Regions from separate parts of the Bos taurus genome. Here region 2 is linked to region 1. A link is a contact called in public Hi-C data. All regions are on one chromosome and are shown on one strand. The core of a region is the stretch at or near the end of the contact, and the rest is flanking DNA. Distances in the headings are between cores, read along the strand shown.

The links. Hi-C and Micro-C count contacts between places; a contact is called where the count stands out from the background.
Region 2: a contact with region 1 is called in a Hi-C map of liver, with 1.9 times the contacts expected there. The contact joins two enhancer-like sites. A contact is called at or near these places in 2 of 11 Hi-C or Micro-C datasets (blastocyst and liver).

The regions. Positions count from the first base shown.
Region 1 is chr22:54,036,333-54,040,739 of ARS-UCD2.0, reverse strand. No RefSeq gene overlaps it. Among named protein-coding and RNA genes, the nearest start is that of TMEM158, 35 kb to the right of the region's middle. Within about 2 kb of position 2,254, at least 9 of the 102 cell types and tissues checked have an H3K27ac peak or open chromatin away from gene starts, as enhancers often do. A contact at or near this core is called in liver, where this site is marked.
Region 2 is chr22:54,171,551-54,175,957 of ARS-UCD2.0, reverse strand. CDCP1 (CUB domain containing protein 1) reads right to left here. Exons shown (of 15, transcript XM_002697118.7): 14 at 3,498-3,578. Among named protein-coding and RNA genes, the nearest start is that of CLEC3B, 8.2 kb to the right of the region's middle. Within about 2 kb of position 2,592, at least 54 of the 102 cell types and tissues checked have an H3K27ac peak or open chromatin away from gene starts, as enhancers often do. A contact at or near this core is called in liver, where this site is marked.

The DNA of each region.
Region 1 (4,407 bases), core at 1,005-3,504:
ATTTATAAAGCAGAGGTGCGAATAGGGCCTGTCTCCAAGGGTTGTTGGAAGAGTTCCATGAGCTAATGTTGTTTAAAGCCCTTAGAAGAGTGCCTGGCACGTAGTCCGTGCTCTCTGTCTGTTAGAGAAGAAATATGGCAGAGTGGGGTCAGAGGGCTCAGAGAGGAAAATAGAAAACCCAAGCAGGAAGAAATCTGTGGAGGGAAGGATGGGCCTTGGAATTGCATTGATTACCAAGTCTCCCATTTTCAGTTTAGTCCATGTACTTCTGGTAGGAAAACTCTTTTCATGAAGCTAACTGAGTTGGTTTTCTGTCCTTGCTACCAAAAAGTTGGTCTAGAACAACCCTCTTTCCCCTGTCCATGCAGTGAAGCTCCGCCCTCTCTTTAAAGTCTCTTTGAACCTTTCCTCCTCCATGAAGTCTTCCAAGGTTTCTTGTCAGATGTCTCCATCTCTACGCACCCAGAGCAGGATCTGGGTCTCCCTTAGGCCTCTTCCCACTGTCCACCTCATTCTGGGGGGTGCTTGTGCACGTGCCTCACCTCCCTGGCTGAACTGCATGTGTGTGTAGAGTCAGGAAGCCCAGTGACCAGATACAGCATCAAGAACTCTTCAGTGTGCAAAATAATGAGACAGAAGCTACATCTCTGACATGCTGGTGGCACCAAAGGTGCTCCTAGGCTGTAGGAACCTGTGTTATTCCATCTCGAAGGCACCTTTGCAAGACGTTATGTGCCTGTCATTGGGAGAGGGTTTTTCCTAGACATTTCCCCTTCATGCTCCTCCCACGAGAGGAAGTATTGGCAGGATGGCTGGTCAGAGCCTGAGAATCCATCAGGCAGTGTTTTACTGGTGGGCAGACTCATGGGTGTTAGTGGTAAGGGCGTGTTAATGAACTTCCTCTTGCCCTTCCCGTCTCCGAGTGACGAGTATGCCAAAGAAAACCCCGTTTTCTCAGGGCGGGTCCAGCCACCCTCTTTCACTTTCTGTTTCACCCTCTCACCTGGCAGGGTTGGCCTCTCTTTCTGGTCCACTTTCCCCACCTGAGGGTGGAGGCTGCAGATCCAGGCACCTGAGATTCGGGGCTTTGAGAGTGGGAGGTGAGTGAGAACAAAGGGACCGCCTAGTGACCACAAACCTGAACTGCCTTCTGCAAACCAGCTTGTCCTGAGGCTGGGAGTCTCATCTGGGCCACCATGTAATCCATCATCCAAGTCAGGCATTTTGACAATGAAAGGGGAGGTTATGAATATAGACCCTGGGAAGGGCACTTCCAGCCACCTAGGAGCTCTGGGCCCCCTCGTTGTTGGCTTTTGCTCCGTATTCATGCAGCAGTACTTTGTTTTCCATTTAGTTCTCATTTGTGAGCTCCTTTGGTGAGAAGTCCCAGAGGGAGAGGAGAGGAAAGTCAGGATCTGGAAACCGAAACCCAAGCTTGAATACCTTACATGTAACAGACTCTTGATTAATCTGGGGGAAAGAATAATGAGTGAAGCTGAATTTTTGCCCGTTGACAATAAAACCAGAAGACAATATCGTGGCAATACCAGTACTTAAAAAAAAAAATAACTGAAGCCATGTTTCTTTACTTTGAGGATCCGAGTTAGAACGGGCTTGGAGTCCCGGCTCATCTCTTACTAACTGTATCATTCTGAGCACTTTGCTTAAACTCAAGGCTGTGTGTAATCTGAGTGTCACGTGGGGCCTTTCTGCCCCTTGGAGACTTGGCACATTTAACTCAAACATCCTGTGGAGTGGATTAGGTAATTCCAGAGTTTTCCTCATCATTTCTGGAAATTTCTATGCCTAGGGCTTTTTAAAAAAAATACTTTTTTTTTCTTTTATGTTGCACTCTGTCTCCACACTCCACATCTGTCTGTTGCCTCACGTCAAACCCAGATGCGAGCTTCAGCCCCATCCCTCTTTTCCACAGCAAACATAACCTTTCTCAACACCTCCTGAGTTTGGAAACTTCATGGGTTTGAGGGGTTATATGGAGGAGGGCCTCCTTGGCAGCTCGGGGGTAAAGAGCAAGTGTAGGTTCTATCCCTGGTTGGGAAGATCCCCTGAAGGAGGAAATGGCAACCCACTCCAATATTCTTGCCTGGGAAATCCCAGGGACAGAGGAGTCTGGCGGGCTCTCGGGGGTCACAAAGAGTCTGATACAACTGAAGCGACCAAACAATAACAGAAGAGCTCATCACACACTGTGACCTTCTGCCGTCTGGGTGGTTCCAGATCCTCTTCTCCTTTTCACTTGGTTGTCATTCAGAGTTCCCCTCTCTTCCCCCCACTTCCCCTTCCATCCCACAGACACTTGTAGAATACACTCTGATCTATGACTTTCCTCACGAGAGCCATACTTCCCTACCCTGGCCCCAACCCACTGCTCTGTTTTAAGGCCTTCGCCTTCTCCTGAATTCTGGTGAAAAAAAATGCTCTCCATTTCATTTCTTAAGGAAAAAAAGTCTAGAATGGTCCGGACTTGCAGCGCTGTAACCATTCTTTGGGCTGTAGAGGTTCTTTCTGAAGCCTCTTTGAAAGCTTTAGCGGGTGGGCACTGTGTGTGGGTATGTGCGCTCTCCCTGCTGCTGCTGCTTTCTTCTCAGATTCCCCCAAATCTCTTTGACCTCTGAAACTGGAACCAGTGCTTTGGAACTTGACGTCTCATTTCACGTCACAACTTTAGGGTCTGTTTGTGTGATACAGGCTCAAGGTTGGACTGTCTCTTAAGCTTCACAGCAGTGATCAGAGCTGTCTTTGGGTTCACATAAAGAAAGAGGATGAAATGATCGGATGGCATCACTGACTCAATGGACATGAATTTGAGCAAGCACTGGGAGATAGTGAAGGACAGGGAGGCCTGGCATGCTGCAGTCCATGGGGTCGCAGAGAGTCAGACATGACCAAGTGACTGAACAGCAAAGGAAAAATGAGATGGAGTTCCTTAACCCCCTTTCCCAAAGGCGACAAGGCGCAGACAGGTAGGAAGAAGAAAAGTGGGAGAAAGTTAAGTGTTATGTCAGTATATTTCCAAATACAGGTAATAGAAATACCAACTGGAAATGGATTAAGCTATAAAAATACCCAGGGGCTTCCCTGATGGCTCAATGGTAAAGGAATCTGACTGCAATGCAATTGATGCAGGAGATGCGGATTCGATCCCTGGGTGGGGATGATCCCCTGGAGAAGGAAATGGCAACTCCAGTACTCTTGCCTGGGAAATCACATGGACAGAGGAGCCTGGCGGGCTACAATCCATAGGGTTGCACAGAGGTGGAAATGACTGAGTGACTGAGCACACACGCATGTATAAAAATACCCAGGCCTGGATGACTCCAAGGTTGATAATCCTGCAGCTCAATAACATTGTCAAAATCTCAGGTTCTTTCCATCCTCAGCTCCTCTTAGTCCCAGGTTGGTGGCCTCAGTTCCAAGCATCATCAGCAGACCCAGCAACGTCCAGTGAGAAAAGGTCAGCATCTCCTGTGTGTCTCTTTTCCTCAAAGAAATAGTTCCCCAGAGCCCCTCACTAATATCTCATTAGACAGAATTGTCTTATCATATGTTCCTGCCTAAACGAATCACTTGTATGCAGAGTACATCATGAGAAACGCTGGGCTGGAAGAAGCACAAGCTGGAATCAAGACTGCCGGGAGAAATATCAATAACCTCAGATACGCAGATGATACCACCCTTATGGCAGAAAGTGAAGAGGAACTAAAAAGCCTCTTGATGAAGGTGAAAGAGGAGAGTGAAAAAGTTGGCTTAAAACTCAACATTCAGAAAACTAAGATCATGGCATCTGGTCCCATCACTTCATGGGAAATAGATGGGGAAACAGTGGAAACATTGTCAGACTTTATTTTTCTGGGCTCCAAAATCACTGTAGATGGTGACTGCAGCCATGAAATTAAAAGACGCTTACTCCTTGGAAGGAAAGTCATGACCAACCTAGATAGCATATTCAAAAGCAGAGACATTACTTTGTCAACAAAGGTTCGTCTAAGTCAAGGCTATGGTTTTTCTAGTGGTCATATATGGATGTGAGAGTTGGACTATAAAGAAAGCTGAGCACCGAAGAATTGATGCTTTTGAACTGTGGTGTTGGAGAAGACTCCTGAGAGTCCCTTGGACTGCAAGGAGATCCAACCAGTCCATTCTGAAGGAGATCAGCCCTGGGATTTCTTTGGAAGGAATGATGCTAAAGCTGAAACTCCAGTACTTTGGCCACCTCATGCAAAGAGTTGACTCATTGGAAAAGACCCTGATGCTGGGAGGGATTGGGGGCAGGAGGAGAAGGGGACGACAGAGGATGAGATGGCTGGATGGCATCACTGACTCGATGGACGTGAGTCTGAGTGAACTCCGGGAGTTGGTGATGGACAGGGAGGCCTGGTGTGCTGC
Region 2 (4,407 bases), core at 1,343-3,842, 130 kb before region 1:
CTGGGGACAGAAGGGGGGGCCATTCTTCTGGCCATCAGAACATGCTTTCTATGAGCCTGTGTTCTACTCACAGGACAGCGTGTTGGAATTATTCGTCTATTCATGGGTTGAAGCAGTCTTTGTATTCCTTTTCCCCGGGGAATTGAAACTCCCCAATGGATCTTCAAGAGAGCCCTGGGGAAGGAGCTGATTGATGAAGGAGAGTGTTTCAGCCTGGCATTTACTCAACTGCATTTCATTAAACAAACAGGGTAAGGAATTAGGAATTTTTATTGCCAGATGGAAAGAACATAATGTGAGCTGAAGCCCTTGCAGACTGACTGCAGAGGTCCTGGCATGGGCACCTCCTCCCGGCCTGGCCAGGTGTGCCCAGTGGAGAGAAGTGGCTGCCTAGACTTGGAGCTGCTGCCATGTGGACAGAACAGCTGGGGCTTTCTTCTTTTGCTTTTTTCCAGTGAGAGTCCTCATGGGTGCCACCACAGTGCTGCCAGCGAGGTGGCGATCGGCCTGTTCCTCTTCCTCTGGCGCTGGTTGGCTGCCCGTGATGAAGCATTAACAGTGGGGCTGCGCAGCTGCAACCAGAACGTGAACACAGTTGAGAAGCCTTCAGTTTCGATGATTAAAGACATGGAGAGTTCTGACAGACAGGTGAGGCTTTCCCAGTCCAGCTGCGCTACAGCTACCCGCCTGGGCCTGCTGGCGGAGCACTTCCAGTGCAGATTAGGCGGAGAAGCAGATGTCAGCATCTGTCTCTACCGCCCCATCCATACCTTTCCTTGAGGGCCACCCTACATGGAAGAAGCGTCCATCACAAATGAAACAAAATACAAAGTGAGCAGGGTCTCTCGCAGAGAGGCTTTCCTGGAATTGTCTGATTACTACAGCTCTCAGAATAAGGAAAGAGAACTGAAGGCAGAGACTGGCAAAGACTCGGGAAAATATTGTCCCAGAGAAATCCACTACTTCATCCAGAACTAGAGCTGTCTTTAGTGGCCATTAAATCAGTGTTGGGGAGAAGAACTAAAATCAGCCAGAAGGCAATCGGGAGCCTGTGGGCGGGGGGCTCAGTGAGGGTGGGCATGGAAGGAATGGAGTGTTACAGAATATTCTAATTGCTTTTATTGTTTCTCTGATTCCTTGGTTTCTCAAATTGTGTAAATTCAAGTCTACAAAGCACATGAATTTCGAAAATTGACAGCAGTTTGCGTTTTGCTCAGTAAAGGCAGTGGTCTCCCATATAACTGCCAGTTCAGTTCAGTCGCTCAGTTGTGTCCGACGCTTTGCGACCCCATGAATTGCAGCATGCCAGGCCTCCCTGTCCATCACCAACTCCCGGAGTTCACTCAGACTCACGTCCATTGAGTTAGTGATGCCATCCAGCCATCTCATCCTCTGTTGTCCCCTTCTCCTCCTGCCCCCAATCCTTCCCAGCATCAGAGTCTTTTCCAATGAGTCAACTCTTCACATGAGGTGGCCAAAGTAGTGGAGTTTCAGCTTTAGGATCATTCCTTCCAAAGAACACCCAGGACTGATCTTCAGAATGGACTGGTTGGATCTCCTTGCAGTCCAAGGGACTCACAAGAGTCTTCTCCAACACCACAGTTCAAAAGCATCAATTCTTCTACACTCAGCTTTCTTCACAGTCCAACTCTCACATCTATACATGACCACTGGAAAAACCATAGCCTTGACTAGATGGACCTTTGTTGGTAAAGTAATGTCTCTGCTTTTGAATATGCTATCTAGGTTGGTCATAACTTTCCTTCCAAGGAGTAAGCATCTTTTAATTTCATGGCTGCAATCACCATCTGCAGTGATTTTGGAGCCCAAAAAAATAAAGTCTGGCACTGTTTCCACTGTTTCCCCATCTATTTGCCACGAAGTGATGGGACCAGATGCCATGATCTTAGTTTTCTGAACATTGAGCTTTAAGCCAACTTTTTCACTCCTCCTTCACTTTCATCAAGAGGCTTTTTAGTTCCTCTGCACTTTCTGCCATAAGGGTGGTGTCATCTGCATATGAGGTTATTGATATTTCTCCCAGCAATCTTATAACTGCCGGTTGAGTGTAAATCTATGCTATTCAATATTTTTTGAAGATAGTCTGGCAGTGTGTATTAACAGTCTTAAAAATTTCATGCCCGTTGACCTAATAATTGAGTTCTGGAAATGTCACCAAAGAGTAAAAACAGAAGTTCATCCCAGTATCGGTGCTTGTGCGAGAATGGCCGAGCGGCGCAGGAAACTAAAGGAATACCCTTGGCAGGGTCCTCTGTCAGAGACAGGGCTTCTGTCAGGAAAGCAAGGGACTCTGACCTGCGAGAGAGACAGCATCTTGGTCCCTCATATTCCTCTGGACGCTTTGGGCAGGCAGAAGAAGCTCCCACCCTTAGAGAAGCGTTCCCCAGAGAAACACTATACCAGTTTCCACACAGGCACCATGCTTGAGGCAGATTTCTCATAAAGTGATAACACCTTCCCTCCTTGGCTCCAGGCCCATAACTAGGGACTGATGACAGCCCAGCCTGAGCAGGGAAACACAGGCCCTGCCCTGGGAAGAAAGACATGACTCATCAAAATAGTTGCAAGACCTGCTTGGCAGGTACCAAGGAAACAGAGCTGGGAGTGGCTCAGAGGGTGCTGGGCCAGGGTCAGGGCTGGGCAGCGGCCTAATGTCCTGGCACAGACATCTGAAGTTTTCCTAACTCACTGCTGGGACGGCCCCTGAAGCTGGGCCTCGCTGGGCCAGGGTCAGGGCTGGGCAGCGGCCTAATGTCCTGGCACGGACATCTGAAGTTTTCCTAACTCACTGCTGGGACGACCGCTGAAGCTGGGCCTCGCTGGACCAGGGTCAGGGCTTGGCAGGGCCTAATGTCCTGGCACAGACATCTGAAGTTTTCTTAACTCACTGCTGGGACGGCCCCTGAAGTTGGGCCTCACTGGCCCCTGGAGTAAATGAGGAGGAGGAGCCAGAACTGAACAGGCTGGAAGAGCAGCAGGCCTCCTCAGAGCTGGAAGATACGTCAGGACCCAAGGCAACCACTGCTCCCCAAAGTGGGGAGGCCCGCAGGCAAGTCCAGAAAAATCAATAAAGCTTCGTGAAGCTCACTTTAAACAGGAGACACATATAGAATAAAAGTAAATGGAGGAAGAAAGATAAACCATGGTAACATTCATCAAAACAAAGCTACAGTAGCTATATTAATTTCAGACAGAGGAGACTTCAGAGCAAGGAAAGTTATCAGGAATAAAGAGGAACATTACATAATGATAAAGACATAAAAATAAAAAGACATAAAAATCCAAGAAGACATAAAAATCTGTAACGTGTATATGCCTAACAACACAGCATTAAAATACATGAGGTAAAAATCTTTGACAGAACAGCAAGGAGGAATACACGAATCCACTATCGTAACTGGAGAATTCAACATGGCTCTGTCAGAGATGAACAGATGGAGCAGGCGGGAAATTGGTAAGGATGTGTTTGGACTCACCAACAGCATCAATGCGGATATAACGGACATCTGCAGACTGCTTCTGGGCTTCCCAGGTAGTACTAGTGGTAAAGAACCCACCTGCCAACGCAGAAGACATAAGAGATGGGAGTTCGATCCCTGGGTGGGGAAGATTCCGCTGGAGGAAGGCACGGCAACCCACTTCAGTATTCTTGCCTGAAGGAATCCCATGGACAGAAGGGCCTGGTGGGTTGCAAAGACAGTCCATAGTGTCCCAAAGAGTCGGACACTACTGAAGAGACTTAGCACCCACAGACTGCTTTATCCATCAACAGCTGGACACACATTCGTCTCAAGCTCTCTTGGAAACATTTCATGCAGACAGACCACATTCTGAACCATAAAATGCACCTTAACAAGTCTAGTAGAACAGAAATCACAGTGACCTGCTCCCAGACCACGACAGAATTATACTATAAGTCAATCACAGAAAGATAGCTGGAAACCACACACACACTTGGAGATTAAACAGCACAGTTTTAAGTAATACTTGGGTCAAAGAAAAAAATCTCAAATGAAATCTCATATTTTGAACTAAATGAAAATAAAAACACTACTTATCAAATTTGTGGGATGGATGTGCATTTAGGAATCCTAAAAATTTCACATTATTATACTAGCCATGCACAACCTCTCTAAGTTTTGCTGCTTTCTCTATTCCCTCATAGAACCCCTCTCTGTGTACCAGGAGTGCTAAGCAAAAGCAGTGCTTAGAAGGAAATTTAAATCATTAGGAAAAACAAAAGATCTAAAACCAATCATCTAAGCTCACACCTTAGGAAATTAGAAAAAGAAGAGCAAATTAAATCCAAAGTCAGCAGAGAGAGAGAAATTATAAAAAATCAACATAGCAATATAGATGTCAATGAAATTGAAAACAGAAAATCAA